Linked DNA regions of Sus scrofa: region 2 is linked to region 1. The links are chromatin contacts, called in public HiChIP or PLAC-seq maps. All regions are on one chromosome and are shown on one strand. Each heading gives the region's core, a stretch centred on a gene start, on an enhancer-like site or on the middle of the called end of the contact. The rest is flanking DNA. Distances are from core to core; before and after follow the strand shown.

Region 1 (5,689 bases), core at 1,438-3,937:
TGTGATGCAAGGCCAAACAATGGTACATGCAGATGTGGAAATCTAGAAGAGAAAAGTGTGAGAAGCGGGGCCCAGAAACTTTCAGAAATCCTGGGAAGGACTTGAGAGGCTGCAAGTCTGGAAATGAGCGCCCCCCCCACCTCAATCCAGGGTAGCCCTGCTCGGAACAGGCAGTGGGCATTGCCTGTAATCTCTCGCGTGTCCAAGAAGGAAAGCGGGTCTCAGAGAGATTAAATATTTGCCCAAGACTGTTTACTTGCTCAAGTGGCAGAGGCAGGATTTGAACCCAAAGCTCACTGGACTCCAAACGTGTGGCGTTTTCTCACTTCTGGCAGCCAGAGAAGACAAACACTTCCATTGGGTTCCAAAGGGAGGGAAAGGGTAGCGGGAGAGCGAGCAGAGCCAGGAGGGGAGAGAGAGAGAGAGACAGAGAGAGAGATAGAGAGAGAGAAAGAGATGTGTGACCTTCTCCTGCCAAGGCCACAGGCATGATGACCAGTAGGTCCCCAGTCATCACCAGTTATCGCCTCCACTACACATTATCACCTCCAAGCATGTGAGTTCTTCCTCCAGAGTCCCGCCCCCTCGGTCTTTATCTCAAGAGCTTTTCCTTATTCTTCTAATCTTATCTCCAGGATCTGTTCCTCCAGGCAGGCCTAGAAGCTCCAGACACTCCAGTCGGTGCTGGACTGCGTGTTCCCTGAAGCAGAGAAATAAGAACTTAAGTCGTGGCTCCCGCACAGAAAGGGCCACAAGTTCACGCCTGTGACATTTCCCGCCCAGAGCAGGCCACGTCATGGCAATCACGTAACAACGAAGCCAGACTCACTCGGGGACATCCTCCAGCAGGACTAGACTGTTAAGGGCATGAAAGACAAAGAATGAAGAACCGACCCAGGTGGAAGCTTCAAATACAGGACAGGACGGGACAGGAGAAACACAGCAGGTGCCACCGGATGGAACATGGACGGCAATTTTGGAATAAGGTTTGGGGGTTTTTGCCAAGACAATACCACCATATCAATGTTCATTTTCCGACTTGGATCCCTGAGCTCTGATGATCGAAGAGAACATTCTTCTTCGCATTATTATTTTTTTAAATCCCCACTGAAATGTTCGGAGGGAAAAGGGCACCATTTCTGCAGTTATTCCCAAACATCTCAGCAGCATCCGCGCACACACGTGAAGGCGGCCTGGGAAGAGGCGGCGCTGACATTTGGGGACCCGAGACAGTGGCGGATGGGAGAGCTTTGTGCTGGCTTTGCAACATTCCGTAATTTGGAAACTCTTTCAAAAGAAAAGGTTTTTAAAAGTTAGATATTCGAGCTAAGGAAGAGACAAAGAAGGAATAGAAAGAGAAAGAGAAGGAGGAGGAAGAGGCTGAAGAGGAGGAGGGGTGGGGGGAGGGGGACTATTTCCTCTGAACGTGCGCCCCCGCCCCCCCCCCAATTCCACGCCACAGAGGCGCCCCAGCAATGTTGCCTTTATCCGGAGGTTTCCAATCTGACTGTCTTCCCAAGTGGATCTTCATTAAGCAATTGAGTTGCAAGAAACTAGAGACCCAAACAAAATGCTCTGAAAAAAATTGGGGGACAGGATGCCGCAGCAACCCCCATCTCCCTTAGCGCCTCCCTGATCTGTGGTCTCGTCCCCACTCGGGGCCCTGCTTACCTTACTGCTCTGCGACACCTCAGCCCTGTCCCCTCACCCAGCGGCGCATGCGTGGTCCCCCAGGCCACCCTTGCCTCCTTCTGCCTCGTAACTTTCAGGTGGGACTCCCTCTGCACCTCACCTCTGCCCCTCTTGGATAACTGAGGGCTCATCCAGCCGACTAGGTGGCCAGCAGCAGTTCCCAGGAAGTTCCTGTCATGGCTCAGCAGAAACCAACCTGACTAGTGTCCATGGGGAGGCAGGTTCCATCCCTGGCCTCCTTTGAGGTTTCAGTGTTGCTGCGGCTTGGATCTGGTGCATCTGGTGTGTGGCTGTGGTGTAGGCTGGGAGCTGCAGCTCCAACTCGACCCCCAGCCTGGGAACTTCCACATGCTTCAGGTTTGGCCCTAAAAAGCAAAAAAAAAAAAAAAAAAAGGCACCACCTCCCAGCCAGTACAAGGATTGGACCCTGGGGGTCTGGCCTGGCAGGAGAGGAGGGAGAAGGGTGGGCGGGGCAGTCCCCTTAAAGGGGCCGTTGGTGTGGAAGGAAGATGCTCCAGCCTCTGGGGCTCAGCCCCTCAAATGCAGTCTTGAATATTTCAGCCCTCTGAGCTGGTCCAGGGGAGAGAAACAGTACAGAATCTGGTGCTTCTTTTTTTTCTTTTCAATCTCTCCCCTCTCTTACACACACACACACACACCAGCAGCAGCAGCAGCAGCAGCTTCAGCTCAGCACTGCTGCCAACCCATTTGATGTCTCCCTTCCTTCTGGAAAGAGTATTTCTGTCCTACCAGCCAACTCCACAGACAATGTTCCTGCAGTCATTTTCCTGCCACTGTGTTGGTTTTTTCGGTCAGGCTCACCAGCTCCACAGTTAACCTCTGTGGTTTATAACTGCAAAATCCAGTGATTTGGATTCCATCATTGGCAGGGTCTCTTCTGGCTCTAAAAATCTGTGGTTGGCAGTTCCAGAGAAATCCGGTCGAGGACACAGGGAGAGCTGCCAGCGGGGCCTTCCCACTGGGTCTGGAAATGCTTGGAGGCAAAGCTGTGTGGCCAGCGCCCTCTCGTGGGCACATCTGACACCTCAAACAGCCACAGCGCCTGGAGGAAATCCCAGGATCAAGACAAGAAAACATTTCGAGGATCATAGTTAACCTTGAACTGAGGGCTTTCTAAGTGCGGGTGCTCATCTCACGGAGGTAACCAAGTGACACCCTGCCTGGTGGGGTTGCTAGTACTTCCACTGTATCTTTTTTTGTCTTTTTTAGGGCCGTATCTGCGGCATACGGAGGTGCCCAGACTAGGGGTCAAATCAGAGCTACAGCGGCTGGCCTACACTACAGTCACAGCAACGCAGGATCCGAGCTGCATCTGTGACCTACACTACAGCTCACAGCTATGCCAGATCCTTGACCCACTGAGTAAGGCCAGGGATTGAACCCGCAACCTCACGGATACTAGTCAGCTTCCTTGCTGCTGAGCTGCAACCGGAACTCCTACTTCCACTTTAGAGGAGAGGAAATTGAGGAACCCAAGGCTGAAATAACTTGTCCCAAGTCACACAGCTCACAGGTCGAAGAGCGGGGTCTGAGCTGTCTTCAGAACTCATCATTATGCTGCCTCATCCAAGGAAAATTCCTTTAAATGTTTTTTAAAATGGAAACCCATTTGGAGATTACCTCGCCGGCATTTCCCTCAATGGCCCACTGTCTAGAGGCAGTTTTGCATGAGGGTAATAAGGTTATGGGGAAAAACAAAAAATGGAGTTCCCTGGTGGCCTATCAGTTAAGGATCTGGCATTGTCACTGCTGTGGGGTGGGTTTGATCCCTGGTCTGGGAACTTCTGCATACCATGGGTGCAGCCCAAAAAAACCCACACAAAAAACAAAAACAGGATAATAAGGTTATGGGTATGTGATGGCGGGGGCAGAAGACAGTGTGCCATAATGAAACGAGTCCGAGAAACGCTGGGTTAAAGAACATGTGTGGGCAGTCCCCGTTATGGCACAGCAGAAACAAATCCAACTGGTATCCATGAGGATGAGAGTTTGATCCCTGGCCTCACTCAGTGGGCTAAGGATCGGGCGTTGCCATGAACTTCAGTATACATCGCAGACACGGCTCGGATCCCACTGTGTTGGTGTAGACTGGCAGCTGTAGCTCTGATTCAACCCCCAGCCTGGGAACTTCCATATGCCTCATGTGTGGCCCTAAAAAGGAAAAAAACAAAACAAAACCACATGATGATTCTCTGCCTTCATTATGCTAATGTGCACTGAGAAAGTGAAGGCAATCTCCAGAAACCTCAAACTCCTTAGACCAGAGCTTCTTTTTTTTTTTTTTTTTTTTTTTTTTTTTTTGCTATTTCTTGGGCCGCTCCTGCGGCATATGGAGGTTCCCAGGCTAGGGGCTGAATCGGAGCTGCAGCCACCGGCCTACGCCAGAGCCACAGCAACGCGGGATCCGAGCCGCGTCTGCAACCTACACCACAGCTCACGGCAACGCCGGATCGTCAACCCACTGAGCAAGGCCAGGGATCGAACTCGCAACCTCATGGTTCCTAGTTGGATTCGTTAACCACTGCGCCACGGCGGGAACTCCAGACCAGAGCTTCTCATTAGAGTTTAGTTCCTTGACCTCGGAACCCCCGGGCCCGATGCTGCTTTGGGGTGGGTGTTGCGAGGACTGTCCTACACTACAGGAGGTTTAGCAGCATCCCCGTGTCTCTACCCACTACATGTCCAGGCAGCCCCGCTTCCCAAGTCCTGACAATCAAAAATGTCTCCAGAGGAGTTCCCATCATGGCACAGCGGAAACGAATCGGACTAGGAACCATGAGGTTGCGGGTTCGATCCCTGGCCTTGCTCAGTGGGTTAAGGATCCAGCGTTGCGGTGAGCTGTGGTGTAGGTGCAGATGAGGCTCGGATCCCATGTTGCTGTGGCTGTGAACCTAGCCCGGGAACCTCCATATGCCATGGGTACGGCCCTAAAAAGACAAAAAACAAAAAACAAAAAAAAAAAGTCTCCAGACATGGCCAGATGTCCCGTGAGGGCCAAGAATGAAGCTGCTGCTTTAGAGCACATTACAGTTTTTTTCTTGAAGCAACCCAAAGGACTAATGTTCCAGGGAACTCACTTCTGGACACAGGTTTAATTCATTTCTGTTTAATTTATAGGTAAGGAAATAAAGGCCTAGGAAGGTGAGGTGACTCACTTATGGCAGTCACTGAACTTGAGGGGTGCAATTTCTACAGTCTGAACCCCCAGTACCAGGTTGAATAGAAGTGGTGGGGGCAGGAGTTCCCCTGTGGTGCAGTGGATTAAGGATCTGGGGGTGTCACTGCCGAGTCTCAGGCCACTGCTGTGGTGAGGGTTTAATCCCTGGCCCAAGAATTTGCACGTGCTGCAGACACAGCCAAAAAAAAAAGTGGTGAGAGCAGATAAAAAACAAACAAAGCCCTGAGTGATGCATATAAAAGCCATGTTTCTAAATAAACTGCAGGCCTTTGGGCTTCAATCCTATCCTAGGTTTTCTTGGGTGATGCTGAAAATGCAGGCTGGGGTGGGATCGGGAGACAGCTTTCCCTCAGATCTGTAAAGTCCTATCTTTGTCACTAGGGCTGCATCACAGATGTTCAAACACCCTACACATTTCCTTCTCTTCCTGATGCAGCTCCTGGACCCAGGGCACTAGACACTCACCAAAGGACAGACCAGCTCATGGCTGACCCTGTGGTCAGAGTCCGACTGTAGTGAATTTCTATTCTTTAAATCAAAAGCAAGCAAGGGGCTAAGTTCAGAAAGAGTCCCTTTGCCTGTAGTTCCCGTCATGGCTCAGTGGTTAACGAATCTGACTAGGAACCATGAGGTTGCGGGTTCGTTCCCTGGCCTTACTCAGTGGGTTAAGGATCCGGCGTTGCCGTGAGCTGTGGTGTAGGTCGCAGATGCGGCTCGGATCCTGAGTGGCTGTGGCTGTGGCGTAGCTCCAATTCAACCCCTAGCCTGGGAACCTCCATATGGCGTGGGTGCAGCCCT
Region 2 (5,689 bases), core at 1,419-3,918, 130 kb before region 1:
TCTCTAAATATTTACAAAAAGAGGAAGAGAACCTGATACTCTAAAAATTCATATGTGGGAATTTGAGGGACTTTTTAGATGTTCTCAGGAAAGCAAGTGTTGGCCAATTAAGGAATGATGCTAGTGCTGGAGTGACTGTCCTTTCCCTGTGCATTATTGCTGCCCTCTAGTGGGGAGAAAGAGAATGCATCAGAAAATGGATTATATTCTTATCTCTAAATTCCATTAAAGCTTAAAGTTTCCGGAATTTCCTGGTGGGGAGAGTGTGGAAGACAGGGTATTTATATGTATAATTATATTTGGGGCATTTTTTAGTGAAGTTATTGAATTTTTTAAATATTTAAAATTTGCAACAGGATGTTGTTTTAAATGTATTTCTTTTTCTTTCTTTTTTTTTTTTTTTTTTTTTTTTTTGCTTTTTAGGGCTGCACCCATGGCATATGGAAGTTCCCAGGCTAGGGGCTGAATCAGAGCTACAGCTACCATCCTACACCACAGCCACAGCAATGCCAGATCCTTAACCCACTGAGTGAGGCCAGGGATCAAGCCCAGGTCCTCATGGATGCTAGTCAGGTTCACTAATTGCTGAGCCACGACAGGAACTCCTAAATGTATTTCCTTTTCTATATTTTCACATCATTTTAGAGTGCTGTACTTGTTCTCAGTGACAACAAACAACCACATAGAAAAAGGGAACAATTTTAAACTGAAACCTGTAGGCCAAAAATGCATTATGCTCCATTTTGCAAATCCACATCCATTATCCACCAGTTTACTGTCCTGACACATACATATATCCATGGTTTCAAACTTTTGTTTTCCCAAGCAACCTTCTGTGAATAAAAATCTGACATGTAAATTACAGTGAACAATAAAAATAACAATTCTAGGGAGGGATAAATTAAGAATTGGAGATTAATGGATACATACTACTGCCCATGAAATAGATAAATACAAGGACCAACTGTATAGTCAGGGAACTATATTTATTATCTTGTAATAACCAATGATGGAAAATAATCTTAAAAATAATGGATATGTATAACTGAAACATTTTGCTGTTCACCTGAAGCTAACATTATAAATCAACTATATTTCAATCAAAACAAAACCAAAAACAACTCTGAGTGCCTTTGGTGGAAAAAACCCAAATACCGCCCCCATCTCCACTATCCCACCTCCTTGTCACCTTACACACTGGTGGGAACGCCAGGAAACATGATTTTAAAACTGTGGAATTAGGAGTTCCCGCTGTGACACAACAGGACTGACCACATCTCTGCAGCACCAGGATGAAGGTTTGATTCCCAGCTCAGCACAGTGGGTTAAAGGATCTGGTGCTGCCATAGCTGCGGTGTAGGTCACAACTGGGGCTTGGATCTGATCCCTGGCCCAGGAACTCCATATGCTGCAGAGCCACCAAAAAAAGAAAAAAAAAAAAAAAAAAAAAAAATTTGGAATTAGGAGTTCCCACTGTGGTGCAGTGAGTTAAGGACCCAGCACTGCTGCAGCTGTGGCATGGGTGGCAGCTGTGGCTCAGATTTGATCCCTGGCCTGGGAACATCCACAGGCTGCAGATGCAGCCAAAGGGGAAGACTGTGGAATTGTATGTATTGTTATTATTTTAATTCCTTTAAGATATATTTATTATCGATAAAATTTTATGATAATTTTTACCTTGCATCTAAAAAGGTAACTGGTCCACTGGGTTCTCTGATGGAAGACAGAAACTGCTGAGGCTTAACTGTGTAAGGACATGTAGTCTCATCACATCCCAATAACCCTCCCAGACGGGTACTGTCCGACTTTCTTGCCTTCGCTTCCCTGTCTTCTTTTTTTTGTCTGGTTCTCCCTCTGTCTCTCTCTCTCCCTTCTTCCTTATCTCTTCCTTCTTTCTTCTTTCCTTTCTCCCTCCCTCTCTCTTTCTTTCTTTCTTTCTTTTTTTTTTTTGTCTTCTTTTCTAGGGATGCACCATGGCATATGGAGATTCCCAGGCTAGGGGTCGAATCGGAGCTGTAGCCACCAGCCTACGCCACAGCCACAGCAACTTGGGATCCGAGCCTTGTCTGCAACCTACACCACAGCTCACAGCAACACCGGATCCTTAACCCACTGATCGATGCCAGGAATTGAACCCGAAATCTCATGGTTGCTAGTTGGATTTATTTCTGTTCCACAGTGGGAACTCCTCTTTTTTCTTTTCTTTTTTTTTTTTTTTTTTTCATTTTTGGCTGCCCTGTGGCATATGGAGCTCCTGAGCCAGGGATCCAATCGGAGCCACAGCCACATCCTAAGCCACAGCTTCTGCAACGCTTGTTCCCTAACCCGCTGTACCACTCTAGGGATCAAACCTGAGTCCCAGTGCTCCCAAGATGCCACCGATCCCGCTGTGCCACAGCAGGAGCTCCTGTCTTTCTGAACCAAGCCTTGCTTACAAAGATATATCCAAAGCTAAGAACTAAACCAATATAATAATGCGACCAGGGAGAAGGAGTAATAAACAGGGGGGAAATAAGATGACGTCAGGGAAAAGCTCTGACCCTCCAAACAGAGGGTTAGGACTGCACGTTTTGGTAGAAGCAGGCTGAAAATCTAGCTCTGAGGTCTCTAGAAGCCAAACTCAAAAAAGGAAATAGCATCAATTACGTAATTCACACTCTCTACAGGAGACAACCCGGTTTTCTTAGGGCAGCAGAACTGAGGCCTGAGGGTGTATCTTCTCCCAGGACACTCGTGAGCTGCAGGAATCGCAAGTTTTGAGTTTCTTATAATGTCCTTCAGTGAACACTGATGGCTTAGGTATGTGTGTTCCCACTTTATAGAGCAGGGACCAGAGCTCAGAGAAGTTAAGTTTCCTCTCTCATATCACACAGTAGGGTAGAGAGGCAGCTACGATTCAAGTCTCTTCTCCTCTCCTTGCTGTCTATTCACGTTGCCTTCGCGTTTCTGTTTGACACTCATTTCATCCACCCATGCATTCACCCAGCAATTATTCATTAAGGATATAATATGTCCAGCCCATGGGAGATGGGGAAAAAAAAAAAAAAACTATAATAGGGAGAGCCTATCTAGGTGTTCTAGTGGAGGGAATTTTGCTTTCATTTAAATCGAATCTTCTGTTGCAGGAAATTGTACATAACCTTGTAGCCTTTACTGAATTCTTGTGACTAATCTGGCTTGGCTCTCCTTAGACCCCCACCACCAGTCCACGGATGCACCAAGAGAGGGCTCTCCCCCATTGCATTTTATTTAGCAAGGCCTTTGGTGAAGCCTGGGCCTTCCTGTTTTGAGGTATCTGATTTCTTGGTTCATGGATGGTCATGCGATGATGAGATACATTCATTCATTTACAAATATTTATGAATTCCTACTACAAGCCCGGCTTGGATCTTTGCTTTGGGTGGGGCGTGCTTACCTCCCCCAGGTTACCCTGAAAACATGACCCAGTGTCAAAGGTCAAGAGAACGAACAAATGACATCTCTGCATCTCAACTTGGCCTCTCCTTTGACGTGAGAGTTTTAGATGGCAGAGCACTGAGTCACTGGTGAGAAGCACACGTAAAGGCATAAAATAAGACGGCAGTTGAAGGGTCAAGGGCAGGGCTGAGGACGAGAGGACAGAATGACCGTGTTGGGTGAGAGTGAAAATCTGGAGCTCATGGTACCGTGGAAAAGCAGAGAAAATATTTTCGCATAAAAACTGCAGGACCCATTCAAATAAGAGACCTAGGAAGCGAAAACAGGGTTATTTGAAACCCATGTGACTTTTAAACCATTTTTAAACCATGGCAGGCAGGACAAGACAAGCAACCTTGAACATTTAGAAAACCACATTTTTCTAAGAGATTTCTATAAACACGAGAAGCCGAATAGTGAGCCTTCACATTAAAAAAAATCCAAAACCCTACGGTGATTTAATAGCTGAAGGAAAAGAGAATTGAAGTTTCGGAGGCGAAGGAGAGGGGCAGTGACCAGCCTAAATTACTGTGAACCCATTTGTTTGTTGGCCCAAACAGAAACAGATATCTCAAAAGAATCTCTTTTAGCAGCAGAAGGAGCTGGAAGTCCTGGAAACACGACCCAGTGTTTAGAGACAGAGGAACCTAAGAAATAATTTAGCACAGCTCCCTCGTTTTATAAGTGAGGAGCCTGAAGGGCCGAAGAGATGCGAAGCTTTGTCTCTGGAGGAGTTCTCAAAGCAATGCCCGGCTAGGAAATGCAGAGCTGAAAGGGCAGAGCAGGGAAAGGAGTGACCATTAACAGGGCCCCTTAAGATCCAGAACAGAGAGGACACCCCTGAACTAATTACACCGAATGTGCAAATGGCAGCATTTTCACAAAGCAGGAGGAGGAGGTAATTAATGGAAAAATGTGCAGATCAGACCATTTCTAAGAAGGATGTTGCTGGGGTTAGAATTAAAGATGAGGTACTTTACATAGTCTATTAATACATTTGCCTGAAAAAAAAAATACACCCACATCAATTCATGCATATTTGACAGTGTAGGCTATAACAATATTAGCAAGATTCATAAGGGTAACTGACAAGGGTTTGTTTGCAAATTACTGGCACCATATTGGCAGCTGACTCTAGAGAGGTCACTGCAGTGATGGGGTGGGTGGGCTGAGGGCACAGAAGCAGTGGCCGAGGAAGGCATATCCTTTTGCAAGGCCTGAATGAGCAGTTTCTCGGGCTTTGCTCTGCTGTTCCTGCAGTAAATGCGGCCCCTTTAAATGTCTGCATCATCTAACTATGTCTTGCCAAGAACCATCTTAAGGTCTTTTGCAAATCAGTGGCAAATTCTGAAACCCCTTTTCTGAATCACTGCCCAACTCATGAATCTAAGAAGACAAATCTCAAATCATGTATCTAAGTCACGTCTGGCTGCTTTTTCTTCCCTAAGCACTTAGGTTTATTAAATCAATAATTACAGCATCCCAGGACATTTGGCCAAAGAAAGTACCTGCTGTTCATTTTGAGATGATGATTTTGAAAGTTGCAAGAAAATTAAATAACCATCCCTCCCCCCCCTCCCCAAACTACAAAAAGCCGCAAAACCTGTTCGTTCCTTTAGGCCAGGGGGTTTTGAGTCTCTGTTCCCAGGAGGCTGGTATTTTCCAGATGGGTAGTGAAAGAGGATTTCTGAGAATGACTTCTTATAATAAAAGTACCTGATTCAAGTTCCCTGAAGTCTGCATGCAGGAACTATTCTCAGGAGTTTACTATCGAACACAGTGGTGCAAAATTTACAGAAGGAAGTGCCATCTCTAAAGCATGTGTGAAAAATGCAAGCTGAATTTCTTCTGAGGGGTTTCATAACTGGTAACAAAAAGAAGCCAGGAAGTTGATAAAAGGTGACCTGGAAGAATGAGACAGCTCATGGGCTGGAATCATAACTGAAAAGAGGTGACACTGTGCTGGTCGGTATTTTGCTTCAATAGATTGATGCCCAGTTACGTAACTACCAGAGGCAGAGCAGTATCTGTAACCCCGCGTCACGTTGCCAAGGGACTCTTTTGAATGTGCCCTACTTTTCTTGCAACTTGACCCAGTGGGTAAAGTAAAATGGTAAACTCAGGACCCAAATTCCCAGTTTGGCCTCAGTAAGTTCAGTAGGTATCCAGGGGAAAACCGTACAACCTGCCAACACCTCTCCGAGCGGCAAGTCACGCCAAACGACACGTCATT

What was found. HiChIP or PLAC-seq counts read pairs in DNA pulled down with a chosen protein or histone mark.
Region 2: an H3K27ac HiChIP or PLAC-seq map of alveolar macrophages shows a contact between it and region 1, with 13 times the contacts expected there. The contact joins two enhancer-like sites. A contact is called at or near these places in 2 of 5 promoter capture datasets (fetal liver and liver), 25 of 47 Hi-C or Micro-C datasets (adipocytes, alveolar macrophages, blood and 17 more) and 2 of 2 datasets of contacts at active chromatin or transcription factors (alveolar macrophages and skeletal muscle).

Annotation. Positions count from the first base shown.
Region 1 is chr11:21,044,944-21,050,632 of Sscrofa11.1, reverse strand. No RefSeq gene overlaps it. Among named protein-coding and RNA genes, the nearest start is that of RUBCNL, 52 kb to the right of the region's middle. Within about 2 kb of position 2,687, at least 12 of the 83 cell types and tissues checked have an H3K27ac peak or open chromatin away from gene starts, as enhancers often do. A contact at or near this core is called in alveolar macrophages, where this site is marked.
Region 2 is chr11:21,178,855-21,184,543 of Sscrofa11.1, reverse strand. All of the region lies in intron 3 of LCP1 (plastin-2), which reads right to left. Among named protein-coding and RNA genes, the nearest start is that of CPB2, 53 kb to the left of the region's middle. Within about 2 kb of position 2,668, at least 7 of the 83 cell types and tissues checked have an H3K27ac peak or open chromatin away from gene starts, as enhancers often do. A contact at or near this core is called in alveolar macrophages, where this site is marked.